Linked DNA regions of Mus musculus: all the other regions are linked to region 1. The links are chromatin contacts, called in public Hi-C and HiChIP or PLAC-seq maps. All regions are on one chromosome and are shown on one strand. Each heading gives the region's core, a stretch centred on a gene start, on an enhancer-like site or on the middle of the called end of the contact. The rest is flanking DNA. Distances are from core to core; before and after follow the strand shown.

The links. A called contact is a pair of places that touch in the nucleus more often than the background predicts. HiChIP or PLAC-seq counts read pairs in DNA pulled down with a chosen protein or histone mark.
Region 2: a contact with region 1 is called in an H3K27ac HiChIP or PLAC-seq map of the NIH/3T3 cell line, with 5 times the contacts expected there. The contact joins two enhancer-like sites. A contact is called at or near these places in 1 of 15 datasets of contacts at CTCF or cohesin (the NIH/3T3 cell line), 5 of 484 Hi-C or Micro-C datasets (the C2C12 cell line, adipose-derived mesenchymal stem cells, cumulus cells and 2 more) and 2 of 115 datasets of contacts at active chromatin or transcription factors (the NIH/3T3 cell line and vascular smooth muscle cells).
Region 3: a Hi-C map of cerebellar granule neurons shows a contact between it and region 1, with 5 times the contacts expected there. The contact joins two enhancer-like sites. A contact is called at or near these places in 1 of 15 datasets of contacts at CTCF or cohesin (the NIH/3T3 cell line), 8 of 484 Hi-C or Micro-C datasets (bone marrow-derived macrophages, cardiomyocytes, cerebellar granule neurons and 4 more), 1 of 115 datasets of contacts at active chromatin or transcription factors (bone marrow-derived macrophages) and 1 of 9 other capture datasets (bone marrow-derived macrophages).
Region 4: a Hi-C map of pancreatic cancer cells shows a contact between it and region 1, with 5 times the contacts expected there. The contact joins two enhancer-like sites. A contact is called at or near these places in 1 of 15 datasets of contacts at CTCF or cohesin (the NIH/3T3 cell line) and 1 of 484 Hi-C or Micro-C datasets (pancreatic cancer cells).

Annotation. Positions count from the first base shown.
Region 1 is chr10:16,989,077-16,992,409 of GRCm38.p6, reverse strand. Gm20125 (predicted gene, 20125) reads left to right here. Exons shown (of 9, transcript NR_038020.1): 2 at 1,953-2,114; 3 at 2,671-2,790. Among named protein-coding and RNA genes, the nearest start is that of Gm20125, 110 kb to the left of the region's middle. Within about 2 kb of position 2,064, at least 35 of the 459 cell types and tissues checked have an H3K27ac peak or open chromatin away from gene starts, as enhancers often do. A contact at or near this core is called in the C2C12 cell line, the NIH/3T3 cell line, cerebellar granule neurons and 3 more, where this site is marked.
Region 2 is chr10:16,552,208-16,555,311 of GRCm38.p6, reverse strand. No RefSeq gene overlaps it. Among named protein-coding and RNA genes, the nearest start is that of Gm20125, 540 kb to the left of the region's middle. Within about 2 kb of position 1,576, at least 56 of the 459 cell types and tissues checked have an H3K27ac peak or open chromatin away from gene starts, as enhancers often do. A contact at or near this core is called in the C2C12 cell line, the NIH/3T3 cell line and myocytes, where this site is marked.
Region 3 is chr10:17,329,902-17,333,009 of GRCm38.p6, reverse strand. No RefSeq gene overlaps it. Among named protein-coding and RNA genes, the nearest start is that of Gm20125, 240 kb to the right of the region's middle. Within about 2 kb of position 1,294, at least 98 of the 459 cell types and tissues checked have an H3K27ac peak or open chromatin away from gene starts, as enhancers often do. A contact at or near this core is called in cerebellar granule neurons and cerebellum, where this site is marked.
Region 4 is chr10:16,600,148-16,603,161 of GRCm38.p6, reverse strand. No RefSeq gene overlaps it. Among named protein-coding and RNA genes, the nearest start is that of Gm20125, 490 kb to the left of the region's middle. Within about 2 kb of position 1,736, at least 43 of the 459 cell types and tissues checked have an H3K27ac peak or open chromatin away from gene starts, as enhancers often do. A contact at or near this core is called in pancreatic cancer cells, where this site is marked.

The DNA.
Region 1 (3,333 bases), core at 815-3,314:
CCTCTCCATTAGGGCCACCATGAAATGAGAACACATAGGAATCTTGAAACAGTTGCTTGACTCCATATGGGAAGAATGTCTCTCTAGGAGACACTTAGTTAGGTAAAGAATTACCCTACTATCCTATCTCTTCCTGAGTTCAGATTTCTCATTACAGATTCTTTTTTTCCTATTCTTTTCCACATCTTCCACTGGTCATATGTTTTGAGGGATTTTTCACATCTATAAACCATGCTTCAATTCAAGGATCATTGAGATATTTAGATAACTTTTCTAGTAGATCCTTCCTTTATAGTGTTAGGATGAGTTCTTTCTGAAGCTTAACAAATTCTGAGGCAGGCTTATTATACCATCACCAGGTAAGGCAGTTAATAAAAATAACCCAGAGGAGAGAGTTCAAATCTGTATATGTGTGTTCATTTTGGTCCCATACAGAAAAGTACAGTGTATTTGAGAAATGATTGTGAAGATAAAACCATGTCTTCCTGTGCAAACTCCCACACACCTAGAAATAATTATCTTTAATTTTGCAGGGAATATCCAAAAATAGGTTCTTTTATATTCAATTTTTTCCCTTGAGCACAACATGGAAGTGAAAATTTAAGAATGTAATTATTTGCCATGCTAAGAATTCCTGAGTCTATATAACACTGCCACTCTGTGCTTTTCAGTAAGCAAATTAAAAGTTCAGATTATAGTGCCCTCTTTGGCAAAACCAAGGAGTGAGACCTGGTAACTCTTAGGATACTCCAGGTTCCAGGGTTTCATGTTCTATGATATTATCTTAGGAACTTAGCTACATGTTTGCATAGAAACATTTCATAAAATGAGTTCATATCATTGGCTTTGTTAATACCTGCATAGCTAGAGAAGAGTTAAAGACAGAGGGTAGATGGGAGGCAGAGAAGAGAGTCCCATAGTCCAAACATGCTTTTTAGACAAATTTAAGATGTACTTTCTGTGTAGAATTTGAGCAAAAGTAAAATCACTGTAAATTTTAGTGTCTATTTTATGGATGGTTATTAGGGATTTTAGTTATTTAATTTCCACAAAAATTCTAAAATAACTATTAGTAGCCAACTGAAACAGAATGCTAGACTCTGGCTGGAAAATCCCCAGATAAAAAGTTAAGAAGTGGCAGAAGTGCTGGTTTTTTGTGTGTGCTTGAGAGATCTAGCAGTTGCCTTGAGCAAATCACAACACTGGGGAACAAAGAGGTTCTCAACATAGGGTTAAGTAGCAACAAGGTGCTAATTCCTGCTGATTCTGTACTTTTCTGTCATCTAATAATACCAATCATGACAATAGAATACTGATGCAATATTGATCTAAAGCTGGAAAAAAACACAACTGTCTTTTCTCAAGAAAGAAATGTATTCACATGGGTGATATGCATCTAACTGTTCTCTTCTAGAGATTGCTTACAGAGTATTGATATATTATAGAGGGTTTCTATTGCACTTCAGATTTCTTAATGGATGTTGAGTGCTTTTTGTTTAATCTACCAAATGAAAGATAATTTATGCTTATTTGTATAATAACTAAGAAACTATCAAATATTTATTATTGAATTTAAGCAACAAAAATGGCAAGAAGAAACAACAGTGAATCTATTTTTTAAAGAAAAATGCAATTAAGTCTTTAGGGGGATAAGAATTTTCAGAACTATTATAAATAGAAGGGCCCATCTCAGCTTGATTACTTCAAAACAGCTTCCTGCAGCCTCCCACCAAGTAGATGAGCAATTAGAATAATCACAGCAATAAGTCAAAGACACTTGCTGTTCAAACTTGTGACTTTTCCTTTTGGCAATACTCCTCGGCTATTCCAGTTGTACACACACACACACACACACACACACACACACACACACAAGCATGCACATATTTAATGGAGTTTTATTTGGTAAAAGGCAAAATGCCTGAGACTGACTTTTTGTGTTTTGTCTCAAGGTTAACTAAAGGGCACTGAACAAGTAAAGCTGTGCTGAAAAGAACAGTGGCCAAGGCAGGGATATTCTTATACCACAAACAGTCATGCAGATGGAAGTCTGGCCAACAAAACCATAAAGCATCATGTCTCACTGTGACTCAATCTGTCAGCTCAAGTACAAGGTGACTCAGGAGAGGGAGGACTGTGTTTTGTTTTGTGATAAGTACTCAAAATTTCTTGTATATTCATGCCTGTTATATAGTGCTGATATAAAAGAATAAAAATTATTTTAATCATTTAATAATTGCAAAGACGGGTCTTAATTTCTAAATTTAAAGGAAATGAAAGACACAAAGCAAACGGAGTGAGAGAAAACCTAGAGATTAACAGTATCTGCCTGAGTCTGTACTTTTGTTTGTAATATCTCTATGATATTTCTACAACAGATGCTAGTCAGTTGATTCAGTATGCAAGGAAATTGACATTAAAAAAATAATAAGACAATAACATATCCTTTGCAAGGCAGTCATATGATTTTCTTCTGTCTGATTTTTGAGTATATAATTCTAAGTTTCCTCTTTGTTCTTTGGCTTATATTTTTAGATCTTCTAAGTTAGCAGAATCTTAAAAACACAAGGGTTGTAGAAGAGAATGTCAAATAATTTTGTTCAGACTTCCTTATAATGACATGCATTTTTAATACCTTGCCTGTTGTCCATCCTGTTCCTGTTTCCACAGCCTTGAGTACACAAGTTCTTCTGCATTCCCAAATGCTTCCTTCTTTTGTCTCCAGTTAAAGACATTTACCACTTTCTGGGAAGGATTTCAACTTCAACTTTTCATGAAATACGATGAGAGGTCAGTAGACACACACAGCAAAACCACATAAAATAAATCCCAATTATCAAAGAAAAAAAGACAAGGCTAGACATTGTTTTCATGGCTTAAGATTAACAAATATGTTTTTTTTCCATTTGAATGAAATATATAATATCTGAACACACACACACACACTGGGGTTTAATATCTAAATTCTGAAAACCATGCTTGCTAAATAAGACTTTGAAGAAGGAATACCATCTACAATATGAATTAGAATCCATCTATCTATCTATCTATCTATCTATCTATCTATCTATCTATCTATCTACCTATCTATCTACACACACACACACACACACACACACACACACACACACACACACACAATCAAAATAGAAACAAGAATGAGGACCTAAAAGTATTGTAATTGTAAATTATGGTATAACTAGATACACTGAGAGAAGCAAGAAAAGTGGAGAATCATTACAGCCACAAATTTTAATGTCTAAAATCATTGTTGTATAGGGATATGTCACCTAGTAAAGATAATTGCAAATGTTGCTATCATTCATGACGGCT
Region 2 (3,104 bases), core at 327-2,826, 440 kb after region 1:
AGCTGAAGAGGTCTGCAACCCTATATGTGGAACAATATGAACTAATCAGTACCCCCAGAACTTGTGTCTCTAGCTGAATATGTAGCAGAAGATGGCCTAGTTGGCCATCATTGGGAAGAGAGGCCCCTTGGTCTAGCAAACTTTATATGCCCCAATACAGGGGAAAACCAGGGTCAAGAAGTAGGAGTGAGTAGGTAGGGGAGCAGGGTTGGGAGAGGGTATAGGAGACTTTTGGGATAGCATTTGAAATGTAAATGAAGAAAATATCTAATAAAAAATTAGAAAAAAGAAAAAACATGGTATGTAATCACTTATAAGTGGATATTACCTGTAAAGTAAGGATAACAATGCTATAATACAGATCCAGGGAAGCTAAGTAACAATGAGGACTTAAAGGGGAGAATGAAGGGATCTTTCTGGGAAGGAGAAATAGAATACATTTTGTAGGGACTGGAAGAACATGAGTTTGAGGGTTCAGGTAGAATGAGATGAATAGAGGAAGAGGATTTTGGGAGAGATGACTGTAATTAGGGGACTTTGGGAGAATAATGTGGAATCTTTAAATAGTATATATTCACTAGTACTCTCCTGAAGGTCTCTCCCTCTCTGTCTCTGTCTGCCTGTCTGCCTGCCTGCCTGCCCGCCTGTCTGTCTGTCTGTCTGTCTGTCTGTCTGTCTGTCTCTGTTCTCTCTCTCTCTGTGTATGTGTGTGTCTGTATGTTCGTGTGTCTGTATGTATACATAAAATATTCTTTTAGACAACCTGTTGTTTGCTGCACAGTACTGCTATTGTGAATATTATGAATGCATTTTTCTAGTGACTAATCTTTTCCTTATTTTGGTGGAATTAAAATGGTAGCCATAACTTCACTGTACACTGAATAGCTTAGTGCATTGTAAAATGATAAAAATTCTGGATAATAGGACTTCAAACTCTATAGAAAGATTTATTTTCCTTTAGGCCTAGGACTCTTGCAATCCCCTTGGTGTAGTTTGCCAATTTATGAGATTTCAGGTGTGAGCTACAATAGAATAGTGGTACTTATTACTTTTATTTTGGGTATATATTTTTTGGGGGTATATATTTTTAACTCCCTGAATAGTTGAAATAGTACATAATTGATACAAGATTAGTTGCATGCCAGAGTTGAATAATTTGCATCAATGAAAATGGCAACATGTGGTTTTGATAAGTAAAACATCTTATGACATCACTCATTGAAAATCATTCCGAGGAAGTTTGTGACACACTTATGATTGAATTGTACATATCTGAGTAAACATTTTCTTTTCTAAATTAACACAACCACTTTGCATCTATCCATGGACCTCTCTTTATACAAGGTTAATATTTAGTACCATAAAATTTCATATTCTATAAAAGTAAGGTGAGACCTCATTGAAATCGAGTCATTTATGCAGAGCTTGACATCCAGGTAATCAGAACTTTCCAGGATTCCTTAGTAGCTATTTTATCCATGGAATAACCCTCTGCTGTTGAAGTGAAGACAGTGTGCATCTTGTATGCAGAAGAGCAGGGACATAAATTTATAACATCAGAGGAAAAATATGAACCCATAAATTCCACATGGTGAAACTGTATCCTGCTCATGCCTCCAAATATGACTCTGCTTGAACACAGGTCTCTTACACAAGTAATAACACAATAAAAATAATTAATGTGTGTTTCTAATCAAATATTATTGGTACATTTATTTATAAAAAAGAATGTTGGAAATGGACAAGCACACAGAAAAACAAGTAAAGATAAAGTTAGTAAGAAGCCTTATGACTAACCAAGGAATGTTGGCAGACCACCAGAAACTTAGGGTGAGGCAAGATGCTGGTTTGCAATCTCGCCTGTCAGCAGACTCCACACTGTCTATCTTGATCTCAAATTTCTAGCCCCCAAGAATTATGAGGCAATAAAGTTCTGTTTTCAGAACGGCTCATCTTTCTCTTGCCATGGCTCACTAGAGAGTGAGTACATGATTTCTTACAATCCTTACATCATTTTTGAAACTTTGTGATACTCCAATAATCAGAAAAGTTACCATTGCCAATTTTCTGGAACTATAAACAGGTTTCTGATCAAACCAAGGGTTGTTCTTAAGAAGGTCAAAGGAACTTGGTCAAATCTGAAAACAGAACTGGCAACTCTAAGAAAGATTGTTCCTTTGTCAGGAGGTTCCCTGACACTCCCAGGATACTGCAATTGTTTCAAAATGGCCTGAACAGGAAGCATACACTATCTAAGGGTAGATACCCTCTGTAGGACCAGTCAGGAAGGAAAGAGAGGACTCTAACTCCTAAGGTTCCTCTCATCTCTTGATGGTAGCTATTTGTCAGTAATAAAGTTAGTGGGTTATTTGTTTGTTTGTTTGTTTGACGATATGTCTGGCATTTCTATTTGCCTGTCATTCTATAAGGTACTTTCACTCTGTCATTTGTCCTCAGGATCTGTAATTATTATTTTGTTCCCCAGACCCTCAATATCTCCTTTTTGCTCAGAGATGTTTCTATTTTGCTGTTCTCTACTCGGGTCTAGAACCCTTCGTTTCTTTCCAGGGCCCCAGGAGGATCTCTGCTCCTTTCTCTTGCCAGTCACTGCCTGTTTTGATACACCCCTCTCATACTTCTAGCTGTCCTAGTCTGTCAGTAGTCTCGATCTCCCTGTGTCTCTGACTATCTGTGTCTCTAACTTGGTCAGTCTCTTAAGTCTCTTGTCTCCATCTGTCTCTCTCTCTCTCTGTGTTTGTGTTTCTGTCTATCTGCATGTGTATGTCTTTTTTCTCTGTGTCTGTCTCTCTCTGACTCTGTCCCACCTCCCTCCTTTCTCATTTTCATTCTCTCTATAATAGTGGCTTCACTTTAATTTCTGAGTGAGCTTCTTCCTACAATTTTTTGGACATCTCATGGAGTGAATTTAGCAGATGACCACTCCTGACCTCTGAAACACACTAAAGCTATGATCTATCTGTTTAGATGCAGGTTTCTGGCTCCAATTTTAGTGCAAGTAGTGTTTATAGCTGGATAACACAGGGGGTTACTTTTATCCTTATGTAGATAGCTATCTAGTAGTTCTTAGCACAAAGGAAGTCTAC
Region 3 (3,108 bases), core at 45-2,544, 340 kb before region 1:
TCAGAAGTGGTCTTTTGAAAACCTAGCGATGTTCAGGTATAAGTTACACTTGGAAACCCTCTTATGTGACTTAATAGACAGTGAATATTAGGGTGTGTAGGGGGCAGAAGACAAGAGATCTGCATTGTTTCTCTTAATTTTTCCTTCTTTTGTTATCACAGTAGTATCAAGAAGACAGTGGCTTTATTTGACCTCTCCCCCAAGGGAGTAGTAACTATAATGGGTTTAATTAACTATGTGGTATTGACGTAATTAGTTATCATGGTGATTATACTTCTTTAATAAAAGCACTTCATTTGGGATGCATCAGGGTTCCGGCAGCGGCCAAGCCCTTCACCTATATTTCATAACTGTCTAGACACTGGAACCGTGTGCATATTTTACTAGCAGCCCTTGAGAGAGGTTATCTTGCATGGCTTAAGGTAATTGGGAAGTAATGATTTTGCCCCCTGCTTTCAGACTGGCTTGAGGCAAAGAGCAGAGAGGCTGTGGGGGAGGGGCGGGCCCTCATTTTGTGTAAACTGAAAGGCAGGGGGGAAGGGCTGGGTTTTTGGAAACCACAAGCTCTTAGGAATTGTTTCTTTTCAAGCTAGCTATCAGAGAAACAGTAACACCAGGGGGAGTTTGGTGGTGGTGATGGTGGTTGTGGTGGGGGGTTTAATCTATGGGTGGAATGCATAAATCTATTTAAATAAATGTACACCGTGTATGGAGACATAGGCTTGCATTAACAGGAATTCTGGCTGTCCAGTCTATGAACAAACAGCACAATTGGTCTGAATAGTAGATGGCTGCTTAAATTTGGTCAGCAGGTGACTGGCAGTGTCCCTTTCACCACAGCTCAGTGGACAATGAAGTCAGATGCTATGTAAAAAAATAGGGCAGTGAGAAAAGAAGACACACAGAATTCAAATGATTACCATATGAAAATGTCAATAATAATATCATGAGACCCCCCAAAGAGGAAAAGAACAAAAGCCAAAAAGATTATGGAGCTGTGCAGAGAAAGGGCCACAGGGACCACAGTGCCTGAAGCCCCTTCCCTACTTTTTTTTTTCTCTGATCAAACTTGGGTAATGGACTGGGAGGGGGAAGGGCAGCGGAAGGGTGGTGAGCAGGGAGGAGGGGTTAGGGACCGAGCCGAAATAGACACAGATAGCACTGAGAAATAATAGGTGTGCACACAGACTCTTGCAGAGAGAAACGTCATTTCTTTTTCTGTCTCCTCTCCCTGACTCTCCTTCTTTATTCAAACTGCTTTCTCCTGCCACCTCCCCCTGCAGCGCTGAGCAGCGTCCCCTCTGTGCCTCTCCCTGCCTGGAGATACATACTGAAATCACTGCAGGCAGTTTGACTGCTTCATGTAGCCCGGGAAGTTTTGCTGTGGGTCTTCTCAGAGCCAAAACCAGAAAGATGCACTTCTAAAAAATAACCCAACGGATCTGAAAGAAGCGTTTCTGCGGAGGTACCTGCCAGTAAGACTTGTTCCTCTGCCACAAGGGGTGCTGGGCAAAAAACCTCGATCCCTCATTAAATCAATAAAATCTTCTGCTCTATAATCGAGTATCAGGGAGAGGGGCCCAGGCTGTTTTATCTCATTGTTTCAGAACAGATCATTTGGATGGAGCTGACAAAAGGTTCATTCTTTACCTTTGTGGAAATGTCAGTAAAAAGGCAGGTGCTAGGCATTTGGACTCTTTTGCTCTATACAAGAAGAAAAAGAAAGGAGAGAAAAAAAAAAAAAAGAAGAAGTGAGGGAGGGGAGAACTGGGGGAGGGGAGGGGAGGGGCTGTGACAGGCCAGCTCCATGTACTGGAGCTTTCTAAGACATTTTGTTTAGCTTGGTACTGTGTGGCAGTGAGGAAAGAGGTGGGATCTATTGTGTGCCAGCTGCATGAATCACCGGATTGAAGGCTAACAGCCTCAGATCTTCTTTTATACAGTAGAGGGGAGATTAAAGCAGGGAGCTCATATGTCACAAAATAGAGGTACAATGCCTTTCTGGCTTGTTCTGTGCACTCAGCCAGCATTTGATCCAAATTTAGCCAGGGGGAAGGAAATGTGTATTGCTATCAACTGAGGACTAGACAAATGTTGGGCTGTAATACCCAAATTTTCTTCACTCCTTCCAAAATGTCACCTCTCCTTTATCAGTCTCACTGTAATAGAGCCTATATATAGCCACAGATGAACTGGAAATAAACACCCAGACCCTGGCTAAATTATTCTACCCCTGCTTCTTCCTACTCTGTGTAATTGATCCACAGCAGAGGGAATTTTTGTGGCTGGGTCTTAACAACCTCATTTGTTTAGCACGTATTTGTCCAGTGCTATAGGACCTACATTCTAGCAGCTAAAAGGGACATGCAAGGAGTCCACTGTATATTTTTCTCCTCTCTTCAAGCTTGGATTTTATTAAGGAGATGAAAGCAATATAGACACACCCCCTCTATACATACTCTTGGGAGCCAAAGCAATAAAAACAAGGGGGCACATCAAAACATGAAACCAGGGAAGTGCTCAGAGAATCAGGGAAAACAAACTCAGGACACATGTATAGTTATACTGTCATCCCTATGTTATAGTAAAGGAAGCCAAAATCAGAGACAGAAAGAACTTGCCCAGAGTCACACAGCTAATGAGGCAACACAGTTAAACTTATAGCTACATCTATAATCCACTGACAAAGAGATTGAAAAAGCCAGCGACCTGGCCCTCTCTCCTCCTCTCTTGCTCAGTGAGTACATCTGTCCCCAAGGAAGCTTCCAGGCCCTCGTCTGTTTCTAATCCCATTGGATGGGTAGTCCCTCTTTCTTTTGATTATTTCCCTCAAAGAAACTTTATGTTCAAATCAGAAATATCACCGTGTCTCGGAGACTTCTCCTTGACAGCTTGTCTAAGGCTAAATAAGTCACAAGTTGTGGACATGAGTAACAGTCTCTTGTTTGAGGCCCAGTCCAGCTCCCTCTGCCTTTCTCACTAGTAACTCAGATCTTTTTCATCACCCCAAGGATATATGAATTCTGAACTGGATCCCTCTCAGATTCTGGTGTAAACTTTAGCCCTTCTACTGGACACCTGTGTGAACTGAACCCGCTTTAAAGGGAA
Region 4 (3,014 bases), core at 487-2,986, 390 kb after region 1:
AGGACCTATCATGCCTGCACTCTGGAAGATCCAACAGCAGATGAAAGTGTCAGATGCCCAACCCATGGATATAAGCTGCTGACTCCTGTGGTTGAATTAGGGAAATGCTGAAAGATGCTGAGAAGGGAGACCCTGTAAGAGGACCTGTAGTCTCAATTAACCTGGACCCCCGAGATCTCTCAAACACTGGACCACCAACCAGGCAGCATACACCAGCTGATATGAGGCTCCCAACACACATATAGCAGAGGATGACTAGGTCTGGGTTAATCAGGTATGATACACCTAACCCTCAAGACACTAGAGGCCCTGGGAAGTTTAGAGATCAGGTGGGGTTGTGTGTGTGGGGTGGAGACATCCTCATGGAGACAGGGATGTGGGGAGGAGGTATGGGATGTGGCTCAGTAGGATGGGGATGGCGGTTGTGGTAGGTAGGGAAGGTAAAATCGGGAGTGTAATAAACAAACAAACAAACAAACAAAAAGAGTGGTTTATATGCTCAGTGTGACTTATTGAGAATACTAAGTTTTCATTTGCAAGTAGTTAATAACTGGAGATAGCTTTTGGGTTATGGATGGGAACATATGTTCACTTCTGCTTTCAGCCCTGGGACCCCATCTGCCCCAGACTTGTGCTGCCAGTCTGTGATTTCATGTGTACACTGGTTCTGCTGCACCTAGACCTTTCCCCTTGATTCTCTCCATTCCCTATGGCTCTTGAAAAAAGCATTGTTTTCTTAAACAATGCTTTTTTTGAAGTAAGTTTCTATGATTGCATAAGGTTAAAGAATCTCTCTTTTTTTTTTTAAGAAAAAAAAAAGAATTGACTTTCAAGCAGAACTTTGAACATATAATGACATTAAAAGGATAATGTCCACTCAGAATACTAAGAAAGAGGAGAAAACAACCAGGGATAAGATAATTAGAAAACTGTAGCTAATTCCATTCATCTATATTTCCCATTGATGTGACTAATAGTTAAGACTAGATGGATGGGTCAACACTATTTCAAACCACCATCCACTTGAGCATAGACGGTTTGAAAGTATTTTGAATTTCTGCATTTGATGCAGCTGGGAGTGGAAGGAGTGGTTAAAATTCAGAAAACACACACAAATAGAGAGAGAGAGAGAGAGAGAGAGAGAGAGAGAGAGAGAGAGAGACTACCATCATACATTATGGGAACAGAATGAAGTATATTAACATCGAGAAGGATTTTAGTTAATAGAAAAGCATGTTCTTTTTTTTATGATTTATAGGTTCATTAAATTTTTCTTGTAGTGACAATTTCATTGTTCATGACTAAAAACTTCACTGAATACATATATACCACATTTTGTATTCATCTATCAGTTGATGGATATATGCCAAATCCATAACTTGTCTATTATGAATAGTTTAAAAAATATTTAAAAATCCATAGCATGTTTAGATTCACAGAAGTGGTATAGCTAATACATATGATTTTTTTTGAGGAATGTCATTTTGATTTCCATAGACTAATTCACATTGTTTGATTATCAATGTGTAATGGCCTGCACCCCCCAGCATTTTGTTCTTACATGCAAGAGTCTTAAATAGAACCCTGTTGACATAAACAAAGGAAACTAGATGTGATCATCACATTTTGCAGAGAACTGCTAGCCGTTTAAATAAGACTTGAGTGAGACTTCTGTAGTTTAAAGCTTTTGGCCTTTTGCTGTGGCAGTCTCTCAGCTAGCTTCTAACATAATCTGACTTCTGGGCACTGAGTCCCCACCATGTGGCTAGCTCTGTACCTCTCTGCTCTGTAAAGCCCAACCAACTCAGTTTTTTTTTGGTTTTTTTGGTTTTTTTTTTTTTGTTTTTTGTTTTTTTGTTTTTTTAAAGAAGCACCATTTTGTGTGAGACCCAGAGATTAAACTCTAATTCCAGGAGGAAAACCACAAAGTCCACTTGAGCAAACATCCTATGGCACCCTGCTGCCCTTAGCAACAGCCAGTCAGGCTACAACAGGGTCAAGGTCCACTGAGATAACCTAAGACATCCTGCAGACAATAGATAACATAGCCATCCTGTTTGTCAGGTGGTTCACCCCCCACCCCCGCGCCCCCGCCCGTGTTTGGTGCCTGCAGATTATACCAGAAGTGCAGTTTGTAAAATATTAACTTGCTAACCCATATGGAAATTCCCCAAGCTTGCTTTAACCACATTAAATATCCTGCACCTGCAGAGACAGAGCTTTCATCTTAGACTAGCTGAAGTTGGTGGTGAGAGTCTTTGGTCATTAGCTCCTAATAAAAACACTTGTGCGTTTGCTTCAGAATTGACTCTCCAGCGGTCTTTGGAGGTCCCTGTGACTTGGGTATAATATTCTTGTTCCCACCCATACGATTCCTTTTTCTATCCCCTTGGATTTTCCTCCATCTGCTTGTGTGCTGTCTGCCCGGAAGTTCTGCCCCTTACTTCCTGTTTCAGGTATATTGGCTGTTAGATATTTATTGTCATTAGTTAGCAGTGTGGCGCATGCCTTTAATCCCAGCTCTTGGGAGGCAGAGACAGGCAGATTTCTGAGTTCGAGGCCAGCCTGGTCTACAGAGTGAGTTCCAGGACAGCCAGGGCTACACAGAGAAACCCTGTTCCGAAAAACAAACAAACAAACAAAAAGAAGAAGCCTGGTCCATCTCTTAGGATTGCCTTTAGACAATGAGGGCTGCTTGGTCTTCATGTTTTGAGCAGGTGTGGAAGGACACAAGTTTACTAAAGAAATCCTAGTAATGGACCATAAAAATGAGAATACCAAAATCCTGTTAGGACTTAGCTCTCTGCCAGGACAGAATTAACGATTGAACCTTGAGAGACATACCTTAATTCAATGTGTAGAGAGGTGCCCCAACAGTCACAGAAAAAAAAAGGAACAAAGTCAAATTTATTCTGTACTACAGGTGACAGAAGTCTTTTGAGTGATAACACTTGAGAACAGATAAAAATGATGATTCAATGAGGCAAAAATTAAGGGCAAGTTGGGGGGGGGTA